Linked DNA regions of Mus musculus: regions 2 and 3 are each linked to region 1. A link is a contact called in public Hi-C and promoter capture Hi-C data. All regions are on one chromosome and are shown on one strand. Each heading gives the region's core, a stretch centred on a gene start, on an enhancer-like site or on the middle of the called end of the contact. The rest is flanking DNA. Distances are from core to core; before and after follow the strand shown. Region 1 holds the start of Hsd17b6 (hydroxysteroid (17-beta) dehydrogenase 6). Region 2 holds the start of Rdh19 (retinol dehydrogenase 19). Region 3 holds the start of Spryd4 (SPRY domain containing 4).

Evidence for each region. Hi-C and Micro-C count contacts between places; a contact is called where the count stands out from the background. Capture Hi-C pulls out chosen DNA fragments and counts their contacts.
Region 2: a Hi-C map of embryonic stem cells shows a contact between it and region 1, with 2.3 times the contacts expected there. The contact joins the promoter of Rdh19 here to the promoter of Hsd17b6 in region 1. A contact is called at or near these places in 4 of 39 promoter capture datasets (embryonic stem cells, liver and trophoblast stem cells), 6 of 484 Hi-C or Micro-C datasets (the AML12 cell line and embryonic stem cells), 2 of 115 datasets of contacts at active chromatin or transcription factors (both in embryonic stem cells) and 3 of 9 other capture datasets (adipose tissue, liver and pancreatic islet).
Region 3: a promoter capture Hi-C map of liver shows a contact between it and region 1. The contact joins the promoter of Spryd4 here to the promoter of Hsd17b6 in region 1. A contact is called at or near these places in 1 of 39 promoter capture datasets (the 3T3-L1 cell line), 2 of 484 Hi-C or Micro-C datasets (B cells and embryonic stem cells), 2 of 115 datasets of contacts at active chromatin or transcription factors (T-cell acute lymphoblastic leukemia and large pre-B cells) and 3 of 9 other capture datasets (adipose tissue, liver and pancreatic islet).

What each region holds. Positions count from the first base shown.
Region 1 is chr10:128,004,719-128,009,340 of GRCm38.p6, reverse strand. Hsd17b6 (hydroxysteroid (17-beta) dehydrogenase 6) reads left to right here and starts at 1,730. Exons shown (of 6, transcript NM_001359377.1): 1 at 1,730-1,858.
Region 2 is chr10:127,847,682-127,852,433 of GRCm38.p6, reverse strand. Rdh19 (retinol dehydrogenase 19) reads right to left here and starts at 2,506. Exons shown (of 4, transcript NM_147222.2): 1 at 2,101-2,506. The coding sequence starts at 2,413.
Region 3 is chr10:128,208,401-128,213,058 of GRCm38.p6, reverse strand. It overlaps Spryd4 (SPRY domain containing 4), which reads left to right and starts at 1,265. Exons shown (of 2, transcript NM_025716.2): 1 at 1,265-1,350; 2 at 1,668-3,151. The coding sequence starts at 1,266. The coding sequence ends at 2,206. It overlaps Gls2 (glutaminase 2 (liver, mitochondrial)), which reads right to left. Exons shown (of 18, transcript NM_001033264.3): 16 at 4,392-4,468; 17 at 3,890-3,953; 18 at 3,055-3,771. The coding sequence ends at 3,615.

The DNA.
Region 1 (4,622 bases), core at 481-2,980:
CAAAACAAATAACTAAAAAGGGAATTAACGGGGGGCTGTGGTGGCACACGCCTTTAATTCCAGCACTTGGGAGGCAGGGGCAGGCAGATTTCTGAGTTTGAGGCCAACCTGAGTTCCAGGACAGCAAGGGCTACACAGAGAAACCCTGTCTCGAAAAACCAAAAAAAAAAAAAAGAGGGAATTAACATTTTCCTTCTAATACTCTGGGTATGCCCAGCAGAAGTAAAATGATTGAGAAAGAGTTTCTCCTACTGCCTTGGGAGCAGTCAGTGAAGATGGAGGTTGTCTTAGGGGAAGAAGGCAGTAAGGTCCTTACTGCACACTCAGCATGAAGAGAATATTGGGAGCCAGAACAAGTTTTTTTTTTTTTTTACCTGTTGCATATATGTCTATCACCTGAGCAAGGGCTTTCGAAAGAGGCTTTATTCAAGAGACAGCCAAAAAGAGGTCTTAAGACTCAAATCTTCCCAAGGGTGCAGAGTATTTATGGGTTAAAGAAACAGGATGGGAAGGTGTGTGTGTGTGTGTGTGTGTGTGTGTGTGTGTGTGTGTGTGTGTAGAGATGGCTCAGCACTTAAGATCACTGGATGCTCTTCCATTGTTTCTGAGTTCAATCCCCAGCAACCACATGGTGGCTCACAACCATCTGTAAAGGGATCTGATGCCCTCCCTCTTCTGGTGTGTCTAAAGACAGCGACAGTGTACTCATATAAAATGAATGAGTGAATGAATGAATGAATGAATGAATGAATGAATGAATGAATTTTTAGGAAGGAAAGAAAGAAAAGAAAGAAAGAACACGGTCATAGACCACATTGCATTCAACACAGAAGCTATTTAATCTTAAAAGGATCCTCGGGTAGAGCCTTTTCCACAAATTGCCACTGGGTGGCAGCATTGTCATTTCTTTTGTTTCTGTTGAGACTTCATCCACAGAAGTAACAAAACCTTTCCCACTTCCTGCCTTAAGCTGTCCTACTGTACAGCCCTCTAACCTACTGGGAGTTATTTCCCCTACAAGCCTTACACTGTAAGACAGCACCATTCTTTTTCAGAGCTAATATCTAGCGTATCCCAGGCTATTTCTCCAAACTCAGCAGACTTGAGACACCAATTGTTTGGGATTTCTTTTTAGTTTAGTTTCTAGCATTATTTTGCATGTTTTTAGCAGCTAAAAGAGTAATTTACTTTGGGGATATTCCTTAAAATATTACTTTTTATTTTTGTTTTTTCTCCAAGACAGGGTCTCTCTGTATAGCCCTGGCTATCCTAGAATTCACTCTCTAGACCAGGCTGGCCTTGAACTCAGAAATCTGCCTGCCTCTGCCTCCCAAGTGCTGGGATTAAAGGCTTGCGCCACCACGCCTGGCTAAAATATGGCTTTTTAAATCTTTATTTTATCTCTTACATTGTTTAAAAATTATTAGTATGTTGGAAGTGATGGGAAGGAGATCTGTTACGCTGCCTAGGTCAGTCTCAAACTTGCATGTCAACTTAGACTTTCATTTATTCTATTAGTCTGCAAATAATTACTGACTAAATGGCATACGCAGAATACTGACTAGAAAACATTGTTTCTGGGTGTGTGTGCACAGGGGATATTGGTGAATGAACTGCTAATCTGAATGGGAGGATCCACCTTCCATGTGGGCAGGTACTGTCCAATCAGTTAGGGACCAGAAAGGTGACTTCCTCTTTCTTAAACCTGGAACACTTTAATTCTGTCCCCAAGGGCAGAGTGATAGACTCCCAGCAATGTAGGACTCACCCTGTGCCTCCCTGGATCCTTACTCTGAGGGTTATATGATCAGTTTCATTGGATCTGAAGACCTGGACTTGGACTGAGACCTCAATTACAGTAAGCCTGTCCTGAGAGTTCTCAAACTCTACAATTATGTGAGCCAATGCCCCAGTAATTCCTTTTCATATATTTATATCTGTTTAGCCTATAGGTTCTGCCTCTCCGGCTAATACTAACACAATCTCCGGCTAATACTAACACAATGGGTGCAAAGATAGGCTCTAGGGTTTCTGCTCCCAAGGAAGGGAATTTCCAGAAGGGACAACAGGTACAAACAAGGGCAATGAAATGTTATAGGTTCAGTTAGAAATTGTAAAACTTCTGTTAAATTTATGTGTATGGATGTGCATGTCTGCCACATATGTTTTGGTATCTTCAGAGGCCTGAAGAGGTCATCAGATCCTCTGGAACCCGGGTTCCAGGCAGGTGTGAGCTGTTGTGTGTGTGGTGGGATCTGAACTTGGGTCTTCTGGAAGAGCAACAAGTGCTCCTAACCCCTCAGCCGTATTCCCAGCCTTCTATGGCCTCAGCTCCTTAAGATAATAATGAGACTGGAACAGAATGCAGACACAGAAGTATAAAGGGCATGGTGTGTTTGGGAGTCTGCTGATAGCTCTCCATATAAATAGTTCAATGGAGAAGCTGGTCTGAAAGGCAGCAAGGGGCAAGCAAGGTATGCCAAGCCAAGGGACATGATGGCAAACGAAATGCATTCTTTTTTTTTTTTTTTTTTTTGAGACAGGGTTTCTCTGTGTAGCCCTGGCTGTCCTGGAACTCATTCTGTAGACCAGGCTGGCCTCGAACTCAGAAATCCTCCTGCCTCTGCCTCCCGAGTGCTGGGATTAAAGGCATGCGCCACCATGCCTGGCAACATCCTTCCTTTTTATTCAGCTTCATCAGAGTGAAGTGAAGATGCCAACTATGGCAATATTTCATGAGGAATTTGGGGGGTGAAGATACTATGGAAATGAGCAAGTTCTTTGAGGGCTTGAAGTACTTGTGTGCTAGTTGATTTTCTCTTATGTAAGATAAGGAGAAGATAGGAGAATTCATTCGATTGGCACAGGATCGTAATATGTGGATATTTCAAGGCAACATTTCAGCTTAAATTTGATAATTACAGCAAAGTAGGAGAGCTTATGTATAAAGACTGACTTTGTTTAATGAGAATGTTTTAGTTTAACCCTACAAGATTTTTTTCCTTTGAGCCCAAAGTAAGGGACAGCCATGAAAGCAAACAAAGCATCCACTGTAGAACATTGCAAGTCTTCGTTAAGCCATATGCCATGAGGTTTCGTATAGAACATTGAAAATTTCTATATACTTTACTTATAAATTAACCCAATAGACTTTTATTGTTTTCTTGTGTGCATTTTCTTGTTATTCACGATGCTACATGTGCTTAGAATACAGCCCTTTCCCGCCAGATTGCATTATCACATTTACACCAAAACAGCACCAAGATCTACTCTCTCATAGAAACTTGGAATTATCTGAAGACGACCAGGAGTAGGGCTATTTTTTCACTGTGCTGCTGTGTCTGCCTCCAACTTGTGATTCACAGCCCCCTGAGGGTCTAGGATGGTACACGCCACTTCGCCACTGGGTTTAACCATTCTGTAATGGCATTGTGATTCAGGAAGTTTCTAGAGCTACCGGCTCAGGTGGGAGGGGGGAAGTCAACAGGTAGTTTTAGAGGCTGTGGCTGGAAGCAGGTGACGGATACTCACGACCTGACTTACTGAAGAGGGAAGGGTGGGATAGGCCTGGTAACATAAGGAGGCAGAACTAATAATGCCTATGTGTTGGGGAGGAGGAAAGAGATTAAAATAATGACTGAATTGTGGACTCTGGTCACTGGGTCGAAGGGGGTTTTCTTGAACCTTTGTAGGTGCTGATAAGTGTGTTAAATATTTATTGACTAGATGTAGGTTGAGATTGCATGTACGGGAGGAAGGACAGACAGCTACGTAGCATGATGATTTCAGTTCTGAACAGGTTGAGTTCAAAGTATCACTGAGTTCGGGCTTCTTTCCGCATCTTCCCTCACACCGGTGCAGCAATGCAAAGTATCAGTGTATACTGCTATCTGCTCTCTGTATTCATTCTGTGATTTCTAGGGCTGGGTGTGCAGCTCAGTGGTAGAGCTTAGCATGTGTGAAGCCTTGCATCTGAGCCCAGCACTTAGACACCAGCCCCCCCAGAAAGCAAAGACCTACGTCCTAAGGGTTCAAATAGCATGTCTATTTTACGGGCCTCTGATATTCTTAGTAGCTCGTTCAGGGCCAGCTTATAAAGCAAGGGCTCTTAGTTTACAGATGTTAGATGGACCCAGGTGGTAGGTGTACAGAAGGCAGTTGGAGATCAGAGGCTAGATGCCAGGAAAAAGATCTGCCTGAAATCGGAGATTTGAGGTCACTTGAATCGAGGTCAGGATGACGACAGAGATCACCAGATAAGAATGTGCATCTGAGACGAGAAAGAGGAGCGGGATAGTTCTGTTAGAGATATTCACGTAAAAACAGCAGAGGAGGACAAGCCTGTAAAGGCCAGAGAAGTCGATGAACAGGAGAGCGAAGAGTGATTTCTCAGGGGCCTGGAGAGATGGCTCAGCAGTTAAGAGCACCGATTGCTCTTCCAAAGGTCCTGAGTTAAAATCCCAGCAACCACATGGTGGCTCACAACCATCAGTATTGAGATCTGATGCCCTCTTCTGGAGTGTCTGAAGACAGTTACAGTGTACTTACATATAATAAGTAAATAAAAATTTTTTTAAAGGAATGATTTCACAGGATAGGAGAGAGCTGTGAACATGCCCATG
Region 2 (4,752 bases), core at 1,257-3,756, 160 kb after region 1:
ATAACAACCAAAGACTGAGCATGGGAGAGAACAGGCTGGAGTTCTCCCAGCCAGGGGAGGGAGCTGGAGAAGAGGAGGTATGGCTTAGCCACCTGCAGAGAGTCTAGGAGACACCAACATTATGAACTAACCAGTACCCCTGAGCTCTTGACTCTAGCTGCATATGTATCAAAAGATGGCCTAGTCGGCCATCACTGGAAAGAGAGGCCCATTGGACTTGCAAACTTTATATGCCCCAGTACAGGGGAACTCCAGGGCCAAAAAGTGGGAATGGGTGGGTAGGGCAGTGGGGGGGGGAGGGTATGGGGGACTTTTGGGATAGCATTGGAAATGTAATTGAGGAAAATACGTAATAAAAAAATTAAAACAAAACAAAACAAAACAAAAACAAAAAAAAGAAAACACCTGGAGCAGAGAAAGACTAAAACTGCAAGTATCTCTATTATTTTGTCTGGAAGTTTGGCAGATTAGTTTAGAGGATTGAAATAGAGTAATTCTGCCCTTTAAGCATGTTAAATAAATAAATAAATAAACAAACAAACAAATAAATAAATAAATAAATAAATAACTTAGACCAGTCTCAGTTATTTGGGAGTTACCTGGCTAAGAAGCAAACTGTAACACAGGGATTAAAAAGGCACTCAGTGAGCCTCATACACAAGAGAGCTAGAATCTCCACAAAATAAACTCTGAAATTTTGGGAGGAAAGGGGAGACTGTTTTTGGTTTTTGGTTTTTTGGTTTTTTTGGCTTTTTTTCATTATGTTTTGTGCTGGCTTCTTTGCTTGTTTCTTGTTGTTTGTCTTTTGTTATTTTCTGTTTGGTTGTTTGTTTATTTATGTTGCTTTTCCTTGGGGGTTTTATTTTCCTTTTGTTTTTCAGACAGAGAGAGAAAGACAGACAGACAGAAAGACAGACAGACAGACAGAAAGAATATGAACTTGTGTGACTGGGACATGGGGACGATCTGGGAGACGTTGGGGAAAGGAAAAACATGATCTAAATGTTTGCATATGTGTATGTATGTATACATATATATATATATACAGATATTAAAATATAACAGATATTTTAATCCTAGGATCACAAAATACACATGCTTGCAGACTTAGAATTGACTAGAAGTTTCACAAGACAGTTCTTAAGACAACAAGTACAAAGAACAAGCTGAGCATGGTGGCCCATGCTGTTAATGCCAACAGGAAGGAGCTGAGCAGCAGGTTCATCAGATGGTATCCAGACCCATTTCTAGAACCCTGCCTCAAACACGCAAGCCAGAAAACCACAAAGGGAATAAATGATACCCAACACAAATGCTAAAATTAGTGGGCCTTGGTTAAGAGCCATTTTTTTTAAAATTCATTGAATGTTATTATTGTAACTAATGCTCTTTAAGTGGTAGAGGTAAAAAATGTTTACATTTTTCAAGTGGAAAGAAAGCACATACGTTAAGCCTACAGGTCAAAGTGTTACTAGTTTTCATACACTGGATAGTAAATCATAAGTAAGACATGTAGCTTGACATGTCTAGAGTTTAGAACAATATCTGTTTCCAACTTGTTTTTATTTAAATTTATCATTTAAATAATAACAAAAATGGTGGAGGGAGAGACAAAGGGAGAAAGAAAATGATAGGAAGTCTTGACTTTGGGCTTAAGCACGGCAATGATTATGGCTCTCCCTGCCATGGTGCACAGGCAGTGCATGAGAACATGTTCCAGAGCTGGGAGAGCAGGTGCACGCTGGCACATGACCTTCACACAGAGACCAGATCCCAGGAGCCCAGGGTTCGCCTCCTTCCTCACTGTCTCTATCCTAGGATTCAGCAGCCAACAATCTGGTCTTTCTACATACAAAGTCAAAGAGGACAGAGAAGAATTTGGACATGAAAACTTCCCAAGGCTCCAGTTGACTAAGAACACACAGCTTGGAGGACTCAGTGTAGAGGTAAGAGGACAGACTGATGTGCTAGAGAGGGGCAGAATCTGCAGTCACACCAACTCTACCCTGACTCCCAGCAGGAATCGTTCCAGGACTACACAGGCCTTCCCTTCACTCAAAGACAGAAAACGAACAGCACAGACAGGAATCTCAGTGGTACCTCTGTTCCCAACACGCTCCTTCACCCACTGAGTGGCTGCCACAATACTCTCTGTCTTGGTGACATCCAGGATCACTGTCTCCAGCCTGTCAGATGTCTTGTTCCTCAGCTCCTCGGCTCCCTTCTCCGTCAGACATGCAGCCAGCACCCTCATGCCTCTCCTGTCCAGCTGTCTGGCCAGCAGGTTCCCAAAGCCAGAGTCACAGCCCGTGATGAAGACATACTTGTCTTGGAGGTGGCTCACCACCTGCCTCTCCCTGAAGAAGCGCAGGAGTGTCCACAGTCCCACCAGTGATACTAGGTAGAGCCACATGGTTTGTAGAAGACAAGCAGAGAGAGAGAGAGAGAGAGAGAGAGAGAGAGAGAGAGAGAGAGAGAGAGAGAGAGAGAGAGACTCTGTGTCAAAATGCGGCTGGCCTCTGCTCACACAGGAAAGTGTAAACATCCAGGACACCACCCTGCTGACATACAGTTCTTTGCATTTTTTATAATTATTAATGCCTTAGATCTCTGGTCTTTGCCCTGCTTTTGAACAGCAGACATATCATGCCCACTGGCTCTCCCTATGTCACTGCCAAGGAAAAGACTACTGACTGTTGAATAACATAGGTCTATTCTCTTATGATCTTTGTTTCCTGGACTCATGTGAGAATACATGTATGTGTGCCATTACATATGACTCATGGTCCAGTCCCAGACTCAGCTTGTGTCTCTGTAATTTGCGCTCTGGGGCCACAATCTAGGAGGTTGTGAACATAATGAGAAACTATTAGTAACCTATTCTTGGATGCAGGATAACTTATAGGAGAGGACAGGGAAAGCTGGTGTCCTCCTAATACAGCAGCTCCTGAGAAGGTATAAGAGCCATCCCAAACATGGAAGGCTGACATCAAAGGTACACTAGGTGATAGGGCTGGGACCGCAGACACATCAGGACTCCCAGAGTAGGTATGGAGAAGGAAATGACTTTATCCTCTCAATTGACCCTTCTTCTGGCTGCCTGGATTCAAGCAGACATGAGCACAGAGTTCTTGAGATGTGACTTCCATGGCTGCCCCTGACTCACCTGAGCCAGGGTGTCTTTCTTTATTTCCCAGCAAGCCTTGCTCAGAAACTCTAGAGTAGTGTGTGGAGCTTTCCATATGGCTCCTGGTCTGGGGAATGCCTGACTAACCCTCTGATTCTAGCTCAAAATAAACCTGGTGTCTCCTTCAGGAATGATGTCATGATTCCCTTACCTGGCACTTCCACAACTTTCTGTGCCAACCAGTAAGGAATCAGACTGTCCTTGTGCTCGTAAGAACCATGGTTCTATCAGGAAGTGCCCCAATACAGGTTAGATTACACCTGTGCACTAAGGCCTGGATCTTGGTTATCTGTGAATCTGGAGCTGGGCCACTCTCCCTCCAAGGTGGTAGCTTCCCCTGGATCTGCTCTGCATTTGCCCTGCTCTTCCCTCTCACCGTTCCTGATTGTGTTTGACTTAGTGATGGTAATCCTCATCCTCCTGGCTCCAATCCTGTCCCTCCTCCTACTTCTGCAGAAGGTACTATACTAGGATATTCTTCATGTAGTTGTTAGCACCCAACAGGTCCTCAGAACCCTAGCACTGAATTGCATCTTGTAAAATGTAGTGCTGGCTTTTCTTGACTAAAGTACATGCAGATATTATTTCTCTTAGTTCTAGTATCCCTTCAACAGTGAGTTCTCTAGAGCATTCCTTCTATGGTCATTTCCCAATGCTCTCTCCTACAGTTCTTTCCATGTCAACCCTGACAGAAATGCGCACTCTTGTTGGACTAAGATCTTCTAGAACACAGCAGGATCTAGATCCAGCCCTGGAATTTCTGGATAAAGTCAGAGAGAATAAGAAAGTGGATGTGACTCTGTTGAAGAAGTCACAGGGCTGAAGAGAAAGCCTCAAAGACACCTCCCTGATTCATTGGAGGTTCCCTCAGTCCATCCATCCCTCCTGAGATTATCACACTGGGCAAATGACAGTGCCCAGTTGTTCCTCTTCCCTGTCCTGGGGAGGGTGAGCTGGACCCATTCCAGGTCAGACCCTGTGAATATTTAACAAGACAGCCCTTCTGCCCGCTGGGCTGCTCTGATCTGCTGAGGTAGATTGGAACAGAACTATCTACTGGGATCAGGAGTCCAGTTCAGTCAAGTGGGGAAGCACTTTCTCCCCAAAGGCAGTGTACCCCACCCAACCCACCCTTTCTTTTTCATGCAAAGGGGGGAGAGGTAGAGCCTAGAGTTGGTGCTGCGAAGGTGGAAACAGGCCCACTGTCAAGCCTGTTTCCCAACTTGACCACGTGCTGCCCCTACTCAGCTGTAGTTGGGAATCAGAAATGATAGACTATTGTGTTATAATGGCTGAGGATCTCGAACTGGAGGCATGGGAATTGAGTGAGACATACTCTTTTGGCAGCTGAAGTCCTTCTGTGTTCCTCTGAGTACACTGGCTTCTCCCAACAAAGAAACCTGAGTGAGGAGGAATGGGGGTTCCTCCAGAAATGCTGCAGGTAGCCTGGGAGCACCTTACAGGGCACTTCCTGCTAATTACACATGGTTCTGTCTCATCATGATGCTCTTCAGCCTCTACCCATGCTTAGGGTAGATCTGGCTTGGGTGTTGCCCTTCCCTGTG
Region 3 (4,658 bases), core at 16-2,515, 200 kb before region 1:
TAAAAGTAGTTTTGTAATTAGAAGGGGAAAAAAAAAGTTAACCTGCATCTCTACAGTTACGGGGCTGAAAAGGCTGGGCCTGACTGAACCCTAGTGGAGAGAATGAGTCACTGCACCACCCCACACACACTTTCAAGCTCATTTATACATTAAAAAATAATGAGGTAGCCGGGCGTTGGTGGCGCACACCTTTTATCCCAGCACTCGGGAGGCAGAGGCAGGCAGATTTCTGAGTTCGAGGCCAGCCCGGTCTACAGAGTGAGTTCCAGGACAGCCAGGACTTCACAGAGAAACCCTGTCTCGAAAATAATAATAATAATAATAATAATAATAATAATAATAATAATAATAATAATAATAACAATAATAATAATAATGAGCACAAGTCATGTTGTTAATCCCAGCACTCCGCGGGCTGAGGCAGGCCGATCCTTGAGACCCTGTCTCAAACTATAATAATAAAAAACTGATATACAGAGAAACCCTGTCTCGAAAAAAACAAAACAAAAACAACAAAAAAAAAACAACAAAAAAAAACTGAGCACAACCTGGCACTTGGGAAATTGAGGCAGCAGGATCTAGAGTTTGAGGCCTGCAAAGGTTACATAGTAACTCTGTCTCAGAAGACAGAACAGTAAGCTTGAATGTAGACACATTCTGTCCAAAGAGAATGCTGAGGCTCTGGGAAACGGATTTACGCTTTTTTTTTTTTTTTTTTTTTAAATAATGTGTGGTGCTCTGCCTGTCCTGGAACTTGGTATGTAGACCAGACTGGCCTCGAACTCATAGAAAACTGCCTGCCTCTGCCTCCTGAGGGCTGTGTGTCACTCCCCCCGCCCCCCCCGGATTAAACTACTTTAAAAAAATACTTCTTTTATCTTGCCAGACTTGGTATCGCATGCATTAATTTAGTCTCAGCACTTGGGTGGCAGAGGCAGGTAGATTTTTATGAAATTGAGGCCAGCCATGACTACATAATGAATTCCAGGCCAATCCAGGCTACAGGAGACCCTGTTTCAAAACCAAACAAATCAGAGACTCTGTTTACACAGGCTCTCTGGGTGTGTGTGTGTGTGAGAGGGGTATCCTACTTAGTTGAGATATAATCAGTACGTCTCTTCACGTATTGATCTAGCTCGCCAGACTAGAAATCACCGAGATACCGATTTCTCACGACACTCGCGTCTCGCACCACGTGCTCCGGGCGCGGACCAGTCATTGGTCGGTGTCCCCTGGGGGCGTGCCCCGTGCATCTGTGGCACAAGATGGCGCTGCCCTTTGCACGCTGTTGGAAGTTGTACCGCTGGGGCACCAAGCGATGGGGGGTCCCTGCTGTGGAATCCCGGAGAGGTAGGCATATTTCTTTTTTACTGTCACTCCAAAGTAGTTAACGTGTCATTCCCAGAGCGCGATCAGAGAACTCCACTCCTCATTTCTCCTCTCTCCCCTCTGCCTTGATCTAGCAAGATTCCAAACCTGGGGCACCGGCTTCTGGCTTCCCCAGTCAGTGATTTGCAGCTCCCAGGGCTGTCTTACTAAAGCGGCACCTCTGCTCTTTCCATGTTAACATTTGACATTGACTTTTCTCGATTTCCCGTCATCGCCTGGACAGCTTTCAGATCAAACACAGCCCTAGGTTTACGAGTTCTTTTTTGCTCTGCCCTCAGGCATCAGTTTCAAACTGGAAGAAAAAACGGCCCACAGCAGCCTGGCACTCTTCAGAGGCGACACGGGTGTCAAATATGGCTTGGTGGGACTGGAACCCACCAAGGTGGCCCTGAATTTGGAGCGCTTCCGGGAGTGGGCAGTGGTGCTCGGAGACACCACAGTCACCAGTGGCAGACACTACTGGGAGGTAACAGTGAAGCGCTCCCAGCAGTTCCGGATAGGAGTGGCAGACGTGGACATGTCCCGGGACAGCTGCGTTGGTGCTGATGATCGTTCCTGGGTGTTCTCCTATGCCCAGCGCAAGTGGCACAGCATGTTGGCCAACGAAAAAGCTCCAATTAAGGGTATTGGGCAACCAGAGAAGGTGGGGCTGCTGCTGGACTATGAGGCAAAGAAGCTGAGCCTGGTGGATGTGAGTCGGATCTCTGTGATCCACACACTACAGACAGATTTCCGGGGCCCAGTGGCACCTGCTTTTGCTCTTTGGGATGGAGAGCTGCTAACCCACTCAGGACTCGAAGTGCCCAAGGGCCTCTAATGTGGCCAAGACCCTGAATCGTGCTCATGGTCAGCTTTCTGTCCTTAGTGTCTAAAGCGATTTTACTTTGTTTCAAGCAACTGGTAGCTCTCACAATTCTGTTGGGATCCTTTGTGCAATATTGTAGCCATCTTCCCCTGGGCCCTACTCTGTAAGAGCTAGGTATACAGCCAAAGTCGCCAGTTTCCTAGGTCATCAGGGGATTCGCCTCCTCAGGCCAGTTCTTTGGGTCCTTCTACTTGTGCCCACACACCTTAGACTGTTCAGTCCTGCGGTCCTGCCTCTCGGCCCGTCCCTTATCCACATGTAACTTGTTTTGGGGGCTCACCAGATTCTCTAGAGTAAATGCTCTCTACCTCTGGCTGGAGGAGTGGCAGCCACAGGCTTGGCCTTTTCTCTGATGCACCTCAGATTCTTGGGTTCTGGCTTCCTCAGTTGTACCTCAGCACTAGAGATGTCAGTCCAACCCAGATGCAGCTATCTCCACTCTGAGTCCATCTGTCTTCTGGATACCTGATACCTAGGCAGTTTGCCATAACCATTGTGCCAGTTATGTGACAAAGGGAAAGAGACACTAGGGAGACATGTATGGCTCTGGTGCCAGAAACGTTACCCTCGATAAGTTCCTTCTGTGTATCTGCCACAGTTCAAAGCTCCAGAAAAAAGACAACTTTACACAATCCATTTTGGAGCCTGTTCAGACCCACAACTCCCATCTCCCTTGGCCACAGAATGTACTTAATAAAAGCAGTATTTTGGTTTGAGGAAAACCTGGTGAAACAGTTGAATATGTATGCGGAATATTCAGTTTGGACTTGTCTGACCCTGGGTGCTACAATGGTGATAACTGATGATGTCCTTAGGGGAGAAAGAGAACGACTAAATTTAGCAAAATATAAAATAAAAATTATAATTCATGTAATTAAAGTTTATTTGAACACAAAATACTCTGTCTATAAAATTGCTGTCAGCAGTAGCAGCGTGTCCTGGCTAAGATGGACAGATCTCCGCAGACTTCTAAAGCCACGTGGTTTGGCTCTCACCCATTTCTCTTACTCTGCGGCAGATACATATGCATGTAGCTAGAGGCTCTCCAAGGAAGTTGCTTGTTGGCATGATGATTTCTTCAGAGAGGAAAAGGGGACCTGGGTAAAGACCCGGGCTACTCTCGAGCTGTATCTGGAGGTCTCTGTAGCTAGCTCTGCTCAGGTATCCATTGAGGCTTTTCTCTGTGCTGTGCACTGAACTGATGGGGCGTTTTGATTCTCAGAAAACACTGGCCTGTGTCACCAAATGGCTGTGTCGATCCCCAAGGAAGCAGCTTGCCGTAGTATTTTTGGTGGCTGTGGGTTAAATGTGTGGCCAGCTCATGCTTTTTCTGAAGCAGGGACTGCCCCTGGGCCTGTGCTCATACCATGCTCTCTAGATTCTCTTTGGACAGGGTCTCAGCTGCCGCCTCAGCTTGAGTCTCAGAGAGCAAGTAGGAGTCATGGTAATCTTGAAGCAGTTTGACCACCTCCAGGTGGTTGAACTGCACAGCATCGTCCAGGGGAATGTTGCCCCACCTGTGAGGAGCAGGGATCACAGTTAGGCAAAGAGGACTCGGAGAGAGCCATTGTTGCATGTGTATGCACAATGGCCGGAAGGCTGACCTCCTTCCCTTTAGAATTAAATATTACTCACCTGTCCTTGACAAAAGGATTCACTTTGCAAGCCTCGATCAGAAATTTGACAACTTCAATGTGCCCTAGGAATATAGGTAGGAGGAAAATGAGAGCGTGCAGGTAGGTTCTGAACTGTTTGGTGTAGACCCTCGGTAGCTAGAGTCTGTACCAGAGGGGAGGAGAAAAGTCCTCAATATTTGCTCTTGCTAGCCCCTAGTTACAGTCTAGTCTCCCTGTCGGGTGAAAGGCCTGTAGACAAAACTAGCCATTGCCCTTTATGGGCACAATGATAGGGGGACATCTGGTAGAAGAGAAAGGGCCCTCCACTCTGCTCTTTCTCTTTAACCCTCTGAATACCTACAGCTAGGTTGGGCAGTGCTGGCACATGCCTTTAATCTCAGCATTTGGGAGGCCGGGTTTGAGTCAAGCCTAGTCTATAGAGCAGGTTCCAGGACAGCCAGGGCCACACAGAGAAACCCTGCCATGAAAAACAAATAAAAAATCCAAAACCAAAAAGATACCTTCAGCTGCAGCGACATGTAGGGCTGTGCGGGAATCATAGTCCTTCTGCTCCATATCCATGGCCGACAATGCAAACCTGAGGGGAGTGGGAAGTCGCGTGGGTTACCCTTGCCAGTCTGGAATCACTTAGATAGCGTTCTGAAGTGGGGCCAGACTGGATGGGTTCCTGTTGGCAATCCATTGAGGATTGTATATGAGTCACTTCCAATGACTATGCTCGCCAAACCCACGCCATTAGTGGATGAATTCTTTTTTTTTTAAGATTC